Regions from separate parts of the Capra hircus genome. Here region 1 is linked to region 2. Evidence: chromatin contacts called from public Hi-C data. All regions are on one chromosome and are shown on one strand. The core of a region is the stretch at or near the end of the contact, and the rest is flanking DNA. Distances in the headings are between cores, read along the strand shown.

Region 1 (4,606 bases), core at 1,809-4,308, 91 kb after region 2:
CAGGGAAGCCCTTCCTCTGCAAAGTGTTACTGGGTTTCTCCTACCATCTTCCAGTGCAGACCGTGGGTTTGTTCACCTCCGTTAGAACTCTCAGGGAAGTCGGGACTCCACCCCACATCTCTGTATACCTCTCCCTACCAAGGTCTCTGGCTTGAGTTTCCCAAAGCCCCTCCTTTAATTTATTTGGCTGTGTTTGGTCTTAGTTGTGGCACGCAAGATCTTTCGTTGCAGCATGTGGGATCCAGTTCCCTGACCAGGGGTTGAACCCGGGCCCCCTGCATTGGGAGCACAGTCTTAGCCACTAAACCACCACAGAAGTCCGAGCACTTCCTTCTTTATTCCTGGAAATCCCCATCCGCACTGGGACAGGCCAGCGGCTTGTGATGCTGAGACTTCACACCAGGGGCCGCACAGCTGGCGGGGAGAAGGCAGAGGCGTGCGTCCCTGGCCAGTCCCTTCCACATCCCCTGGACTTTCTCCCACCCCCAGGGCTCGCCTGGAGCTGAGAGCCCAAGGGGAAGGTGACCTGGGTCCCTCCTGAGTCCGTCACTGGTCACCAGACACTCCCTGACCTCTCAGGCAGGAAGCAGGCGGTGTAGAGAGCTGCACGGGCCACGCTCAACCAGTGGGGCTTGAGTTTCAATTCTGCTCCTCACTAGCCAGCTGACACTAGGCAAGGTGCTTCACCTTCCTAGACCTGCTTCCTTGTCCACCTGATGACAGTAACGGTGAAACCTTCCTCAAAGGATTATTATGAGGATTAGGTAACGCGCCCCCTCCCCCAATACTTAGGGGGATGGTGAAGGATTCCCAAGAGACTTGTCCCATGTACCATTTAGGAAGATCCTCTGAGACAGGGTGGGGAAGACTGGGCAGGTGGCCAGTTGAAAGGCTGTGAAGATACCCAGGGCAGAGGTGAAGGCCCGCTTGAGGGGTGGCGGCACTGGGGTGGGGGACAGCCGAGAGCTGGGAAGCCACAGAACCTCAGGGCCTGGTGAGTAATGAAGAGTGAGCCGTGACTCGAAGGCTGCTGGTGAGGCAGCTGCCTGTATGGTTGGTTGTGCCTCTTGCTGGAAATGGAAATAACCCAAGGGGAAGCCACTGGTGAAGTTGGGGGAGGTGAGCTCAGTTTGAGGTGTCAGTGGCCCACTGGAGATCCACTGGGACCTCTCATACCAGAACTTGGGCAGAAAACCAGAAGACAGTGAGCAGAGCTGAGCTGCCCTCCACGCCCGTGGAGGGAACAGTCTCCCTGAACTCCTGGTCTCGGGACTTCAGCCATAGAGGGGTTTTCTCGCTCTGCCACCACCGTGCTTTTGGCTGTACAGTTGTCCGAGGGGCTGTCCTGCACCTCCTTTCCTTAGTCCGAATTCTGCCCCAGCATGCAGCCTCCCTCCCACCCAGCTGTGCCAGCTCCCTGCTCTGGGCTCCCCAGGCTGTGGACCCTAAGTTCCTGAGTTATGGGGGCTGGGCCTGGGGCAGGCATTCAGGCATGTACTTGTCCGGATGGCTTCAAGTGTGGAAATGTATGGGTGATCACCCAGGACACAGCAGGCGGAGCCCTGGAAACACCCAGAACCTACGGTGACGCTGAGGCTTCAGCGCCTGGGCCCGTCTTTGCTTCTCCTTGTGACCCGAGGAAGGCCATGGGCAGCAGGGTAGGTGGGGGTGAGCTAGAGAGAGTGGAGGGGTGGGGAGGTGGGCAGCAGGCTGAGACAGCAGACAGGCCCCTTCAGAGAGCCTGACAAACGGTCAGCTTGGTCACCAGCAACCTGCCAGGGCAGCGGGCTGGGGAGGAGCTGGAGACACCAAGTGAAGATTTCTTTCCAGAAGTCAGAGTCAGGCGGTGGAGGGCGGTGGGGAGGGCTCAGGCTGAATGGCAGCCTCCTCTCTTTGGAAACAGGAGAGAGATGGCACTCAAGGGTTGCAAGTTTGGTGCTGGAGGTGGTGCAGAGTCAGCCTCACGGTGGAGAAGAGACTATGAGGCAGGTTCCTGGTGTGGAAGATGGGTCCAGTGGGAAGGCCAGGCCAGAGGCAGTGACTCCAATGCCCACGTGGAGAAGGCTGATGACTGCTATAGCTCTGGCTGTTCATGAAGAGCGCTTTAATGTCAGGGCAAGGGGTGGGGCTCAAGGGAGACCCAGGATCAGATGGCAGTCACCCAGGGCTCCTGAAATGGGCCAGATGAAAGGGCAGAGGGAACCAGAGCTGGTGGGCAGCGATAAGGCAGCCAGTCGGGGTACCAGTATACCCATATGAGATTATCAGGGCAGTCCCAGCCCCAGGCCAGACGGTCTGCTAGGCTCAGAGGGAACCACTTACTGCTGTTCCAGAAACAAGGGCAGCCCTGGATTCGTGGGCTTGCTGTGGGAACAGGCAGGACAAGGGACCCCAGACGATACAGCTATCCGGGGACGACTTCACAGGTCGTGCAGGGTTTCAAACCAACCGCGCCTACAAGCTGAGGGGTAGAGACAACCCCTCCAAAACAGCAGTCTAGGTTTGATGCAAAAGAGGACACAGATACAGAGTAGGGGCCTCCTTTTTCTCGGACGCCACGGGAGAAATCCCAAATTGCTGGACGGGTTTGGAAGAGACTGGAGACGTGGTCGACAGGGGACGGGGGTGGTTGGTGCCTCGGGACACAGAACTCCGGCTCCGCCCTCAGGTCACCCCGGAGGGTGTGAGGACGTCGAGGGTAGACCGCAGTCCTGAGTCCCTGCGGTCTGGACCGTTAGAACCCCGCGGCCCGGCTCCACTCGGAGACCGTAGAGGAACGCGACGCTCGGAACCGAAACCCCGCGGAGCGGCGCAGCCGCAGAGAAGGCGGGGCGCCGCGAGCCCCGCCCCGTATGCTAATCCAGGCGCGCCCCGCCCCGCCCCGGCCCTGCGACCGGACGGGCCCACCGCAGCGAGGTCCCAGGGGCGCCCGCGGCGGCCGGCGCGAGGCGGTGCGCTGGGGTGCAGGCCGGCGGGGCGGGGCGCCCGGCGTCCCCGCCGCGGCTCCCCCCGCCCGTGCGGAGTGGTGCGGGCCGCAGGGGCGGGGCCCCGGTCATGTGACGCGCCCGCGGCCGCCATTTTGTCCTGCGGTGCTGGTATTTAGAGCGCAGCGGCTGACGGGCCGGGTCGCCTTCGCAGCCTCCGGACAGCTCGCCTCGCGCAGCCCGCCGCTCGCCGCGCCCGGCCCGACCTCGCCCCGGCCTCGGTCCGCTGAACTCGCCCCCCCTCCCCACCCGCAGACATGTCCGAGGCCAAGAGCGGCCCCGAGTACGCTTCCTTTTTCGCGGTCATGGGTGCCTCAGCCGCCATGGTCTTCAGCGGTGAGCGCCGTGGCAGGAGGGACCCGGGAGACGGGGGACCCGCGGGGCTCGTGCCTGTTGCTCCCCGGGGTTCGGCGTGTGACGTCATTTTGACGTAATTTCGAGCTGTTGGGGGGGGGTCCCGGGTCTCACGTGACTGCGGGGGGGTGGTGTTATCGGGACCCTGAGGGCTGTAGGGGCCGTTGGGTGTCTGGAGAGTGGGGCCCGCGGACTGGGCCCAGATGTGGGTCCCAGGGGGTCCCGGACGGCCCCCTGCCAGCCGGTCTCTTCGGTGCGGGGGAGGGGCGGCGTCGTCGCTGCCATCTTAGTCCCCGGAGAGGCGGGGGCAGACCGGGGTGGGGGCCCGCGGTCCTGCGCTTGCTCCGCACCCGCCCCCCCCATCCTGCTGGCAGGTGTGACATCACGCCTCGGAAAGCTACCCCCACAAGGGGCCGGCCTTTGGGTGCTCCCCGCCGAGGTCCACGGCCCTCGCCCTTGTGGCGGCCTGCCCCCCGCCTCCATGGGGCAGCGGGGGTGGGGGGCGTTCAGGTGGGTCTGCACTTAAACAGGTGCTTCCAGTTAGGGTTTGTCGGTGTTTCCCAACACTAGGCTGTGTGGGTTGGTAGGAAAAGCTGGGTTGAGAGGTTGGTCTTGAGAGCAGGGCAGGAACTCAGAGGTGGGAGTGGAGTCTAGAGGTGGAGGTGGGTCAGACAGGCTGAGGGCGCAGGGTGGATGTCCAGGAAACAGGCCAGCCTCTGCACTGTGTGTGGACGCTTGTCTGGGTGGGCGAGTTAGCGAGGAGCCTCAGCGTTGAGGTGATTGAGCTTTCTTCCTTGGGAGGAGTCTTCATTTCAGGTCTGAATGAATGAATGACCTTTCTCCCCTTTGCTGAGGCCTGGAATTGGGAGGGGCTGCCCCAGGAATGGAGAAGGGGGCCTTCCAGTGTTCTAGATGACACTCTAGTTTTGAAGTGGGGTCTTAACAGTCTTGGGTGTAAAATTCAGTGGAAATTGGCCTTTCTGGGAGATGAGCACTTGGGCCCAGCCAGGGATGTGGGACTCAGAAATGAGTCCTGACCCCCCTACAGCCCCACCAACTGGTTTGGCCTGGTCTAGTCCAGGCTTCCTTGGGTTCGTCTGGCTTGGGGCTTTGATGACTCGCCCTGCCCCACCCTATCTGGGACTGGAGAGGCGGCTTGTGCAGGTATGTGCAGGGATTGAGCTCCAAACAGTGTCTGCTGACTGTAAACACCAGTGGGGTGGGGGTGTGGGGACCTCCCTTTGCCCGGGCCTGCCTGCTGCAGGTCA
Region 2 (4,482 bases), core at 590-3,089:
CTAGACCATCTGACAGATGTGCTTATGGCTGAGGACCAGAATCCTCTGGAGCTGCAAAGTAAGTACCAGGCCCAGGAAAACGGGGCAGGAAGCAGGCCCATTGCTCCCTGCAGTGAAGCCATGTGCTTCTAGGCTACGTGATGCTCTCTGAAGTCAGAGTGTGTGGCTAGAAGGCCCTTCTAGGGAAGGCCGTAAAAGGTGGGGATAGTCCTCTAAGAGAGCCAAGTCCTTGCTTCCGAGATAGGCTGTCAGTGGAGAAATGGACTATTTATTGATCCTGAGAGACCCAGACTGAAAGACTTCAGCATGGTTGCCCCGGTGAGCAGGGGCCAGGGATAGTGCTGTGGAAGGCCATGGCACTGTCATCTCTCATTGTAAGTTTTGTATAATTATTTGATTTTTAAAATTATATTGACGTGTTATTTTAATTTAAAATGAAAATTTTAAGGATTCATTTTTAGTAAAGTACAAGAGATCAGCTGCAGAAATGGTTGGGATTGTAGTGCCTTGCCTCTCCCAACCTTGGTTTCCTCACACTGTCACCGGAGGGTCCAGGGGAGTGCCCATCAAAGGTGCTTCGCACTGCAACACTGGCACTCAGTAACCCTCAGCCACCAGTACAGTGATCATTCCAGCTTAAAAATTCCAGGGTTCTTGGTCAATCAGCCTGTGTGCTAGAAGTGTGGTGATGAACAGCTCTCAGAGAGCTCCTAGCCCAGAGGTCTTGTGGATAAGCAGTAGTACAGAGGAACAGTCCGTGATGGTCACATAGACATAGCTCAGCCTCAGAGGGTCAGAGGGCGTGCCTGAGTTCAAAGCCTGTGGTGTGACTGGGGGCTGCACAGCAGGGAAGCCTGAAAGATGCCTGGACAAGACTTCACTGCTGCTCCAGTCAAGGAAAGGAAAACTTTTCTTGAGGCCCCAGGCCTGAGGGGCTCAGGCAGGAGGCAGCCCTGCAGGCCAAGTGGATGACTGGAAGTCAGGGTACTGCCACGATGGGAGGACCCCACTGGGGATATGTGTGAGGCTTGGTGAGGAGAGAGACATTCAGGAGGAGCCGCTGTCCTCCCTGCCTCTCGAGGCCTGGTGCGACCCGCTCAGTGGTCTGTTTTCTTCCAGGCCCAGTGGAACCATTCCTCCTGAAAAAGTTGGAGGAGGAGCCTGAGGTCTTTGACCAGAACTACCTGGTAGCCATTTCTTTTGATGACGTGGGGAACCACACCATCGTGACAGCACTGTTCAATAACCAGGCGTACCATTCCACGGCCCAGGTGCTGGCGTTGGTGGATAACATCCTGTTCAAGTTGCTTTCTGGGCCCAGGGCATCCATAACGGTACTGAACCACCCTCAGCCTCAGTCGAGCATGGAGATCGCGGAGGACATCTTGTATGAGTATGGACAGCTTTCCTTCCTCCTCGCTAAGCTGCTCCCTTTACCGCCAGCTTTCTCCCTTTTTGTCTCTTTGTTTTAATTACAAATTGTTATTTTGGAATATGGTTGCTTTGACCGGTTCTACTTAAATGACTGCCTCTCTCTTTATATCCTGCCTTTGACAGGGGCCCTAAAGGACATTATCTTGTCATCAACTTGCTTTTTGGAATGGCTTTCCTTTCGAGTTCCTTTTCCATCTTGACAGTCAAAGAGAGAGGCCTCAAGGCCAAGCAGATCCAGTTCATCAGCGGCGTCCACGTGGCTACGTTCTGGCTCTCATCTCTGCTGTGGGACCTCCTGTCCTTCCTTGTCCCCAGCCTGCTGCTGCTGGTGAGCTGCATTGTGAGGGGCCCCTCCCCCCAACCCCGTGTGTCCAGGGGACTGACCTTGGGGCCCCTGCAAAGAACCGGGACCCAACCAGAAGTCTAAGCTGGCAGCTCCGCCCCTGATGGGCCACATGGCTGTGAATGCAGCTTCCTCGCTGACCCTCAGTGAAAGGCGGTTCCTGTCCCAGTGTCGTTAGGAGCAGGGGCCCTGCTCTGGGGCCTCTAGGTGGTGACTTCCCCAGAGTTGCTGCCTCAGGCTGGTAAGACAGTGCCCTGGGGACAGATGTTTAAGTTCCAGAAGTAGCCTACCAGGGCCCTGAGGGGTGCAGCCTGGAGCACGTCCTCCCTGGTTCTGCTTCTGTGCTCCTCCTCTCACTGCACTGGTGTCCCCTGCACGGCCAGAGGAGTGAGGGAGGGGCGGTGCTGCTGGAGTCCTGCCAACACCTTGTTTACCTTAGAAGAATAAGTTGAGATTATTATATCCTTTCTCTCATGCTTAGGCCTGAGTCTTAGTGACTTTTCCAAATTCTGCCCCACTTTCCCCAGGTGGTGTTTCTATACTATGATGAGGAGGCTTTTACACACGAGGAGAATGTCCCAGCTGTCTTCTTGATGCTGATGCTCTATGCCTGGGCCATCATCCCCTTCATCTACCTGACCAGCTTCTGCTTTGACAATGCGGGGAATGCCTGTGTCAAACTCATCATCATGCTGACCTTTCTGAGCATTGGCCCCTTTGTTCTTGTCTCGGTCACAAGTGAAAAAGGTGAGGCCCATCAGGTCTACACATCACACAGCTTTAACCCTCCCTCTGGCAGCCACACAAGTCGTGCCTGTGAGAGCATATGTCTGTAGGGGCCTGCATGAGGCTCTTCTCAGCAGTGGTCATTGGAAGAGCCCCAAACCGTCAGTGTTGCAGACATGCACCCCCCAGGGGACAGACACTCAGCACAGGCCGCAGTGCGGACAGACAGCACACTGGGTGCTGCCTGGACGACGCAGCCCTGAGCTCGGGGCTGGGCGTCCACTGCACAGAGACCAGAGGGGACCTGGAGTGATGGGGACAGCCGTATTGTGATTGAGATGTTGACTACATGGGCAAAAATACTTGTCAGAATCATCAAACTATCCACTGGTGATCACGCACTTCAATGAAACAGACTACTCCTCAGTTTGAGAGAAGGTAATAAGAGACTTCTGTAGAATTCCATGAAGAAGAAAAACTTTGGAAACAAGAAAGATCTGATTGCCAAAACAAGAATTTAGCAGAGGGGTTGGAAAATAAAGACAATGAATTTTCCAGAAAGTAGAACAAAAAGTTAAGAGAAATAGAGAAGTTGAGAGAAAAGGCAGGTAAGGTGACGGTAAATGCGGGAGATGCTCTTTGTATTCAATCACTAAGCCTTCCAGAAAGAGAAAACAGGAAATCAGGTTGAGGAAACTACCCAAGAAACAAAATTTCCCAGTGAAAAAAGCAGACTTCAAGACTGAAAGGATTTATCAAATGTCCAACACTGAATGAAGAGAGACCCAAACACTTCCTGAAAGACAGAGGTTTCTGTACTGAATTCTGTCGTCATGCAGATGGGGGGACAGAGCAAAGACTACTTCAGCTGGGCAACAGCGGTCAAACCCATAGCCCACTTTCTTGGAAAGGTAGTCAGGGATCTCGGCCAACAACGTGCAGGAGCGAAGCGAAGGAGGAAGAGAGCACAAGAGCCAGCAGAGGGCGCATCCCACCCCGGGGTCAGCAGAGGAGAGTCCTCAGTCGGGCGAATAGGTAGGGTGCTTTGTGGCCTCTCCTCCGTCCTCAGCCAGTGCTAGAGCAGGACCAGCAGAGAAGGAAGGAAGGCAGGCAGGTGAGTAAGCAGGAGCTGTGAATACCTGTCCCTGTGACCACATGTGGGATTGTCGAGCACTCCTCTCCTGGGCGTCGGAAGATGGTCACTGACCCAGGAAGGTCTGGGAGCCTCTGTGGCTGACTGTTCACTCCAGGCAGGGCTCTCAAGACTGCCTTGTGGTTAAGTCTGTCTCTGTCCCACCCAGGAGCCACAGAGCTGAGTTGGGGCAGTTTCCCTGCTCCCCTCTACTTCAGTCTCCAGGGTAGATTTCCACATTTAGACTTCTATATGAGAAGAGGACATGAGCCACTGTGCCTCTTCCCCTCTGCAACTACCCACTGGGGCCTGGTATCCGCAGGTGCAACTGTCTGATCACCAGAGCCATGACCCTGATGCCTCAGCCGCAATGTGGAGCCACGACTTTCGAGCTACGCCCCCAAATGGTGCTTCCATCCCCACAGGTGGACCCCATGGCTCTGCTGCTCAGTTACTGGGTCCTGGTCCAGGAAATGTTGGTCTGGAGACCTCACATCCAAGTTCAACTCCCTGTACATCGCAGTGGCATCCACTGACAGGAATTTCATAAATTGATCCCCCAAAGCTGTACTACTCTAAATCCAAGCCCTGAGAGTAGAGCCTGTTTTCAGATGAAGAGTCTGTTCAGCCTCTCTTCAGGGAGTCTGAAGAAAGTCACGTGTCCCCAGGCTGTCTTCCTTGCAGAACCCCCTGATTTGGAGCGGGTGGTGTAGCCAGTCATGAAGCCATTAGAGCTTTCCGAAATGGACGCTCTAATCCCACCTCCTTGTTGGTGGAGATGTGTTGTGGTTTGTGCAGGGTGGCAGCTGGTGGCACGTGGAGTGGCTTGGGGTTAGCACCAAGCAGC

The links. Hi-C and Micro-C count contacts between places; a contact is called where the count stands out from the background.
Region 1: a contact with region 2 is called in a Hi-C map of blood, with 4 times the contacts expected there. The contact joins the promoter of ATP6V0C here to the enhancer-like site in region 2. A contact is called at or near these places in 2 of 5 Hi-C or Micro-C datasets (both in blood).

Annotation. Positions count from the first base shown.
Region 1 is chr25:1,906,630-1,911,235 of ARS1.2, forward strand. It overlaps ATP6V0C (V-type proton ATPase 16 kDa proteolipid subunit), which reads left to right and starts at 3,059. Exons shown (of 3, transcript XM_018040321.1): 1 at 3,059-3,320. The coding sequence starts at 3,242.
Region 2 is chr25:1,816,367-1,820,848 of ARS1.2, forward strand. It overlaps LOC102183842 (ATP-binding cassette sub-family A member 17), which reads left to right. Exons shown (of 30, transcript XM_018040917.1): 18 at 1-58; 19 at 1,120-1,393; 20 at 1,558-1,762; 21 at 2,305-2,524. Among named protein-coding and RNA genes, the nearest start is that of CCNF, 26 kb to the right of the region's middle. Within about 2 kb of position 1,840, at least 1 of the 5 cell types and tissues checked has an H3K27ac peak or open chromatin away from gene starts, as enhancers often do.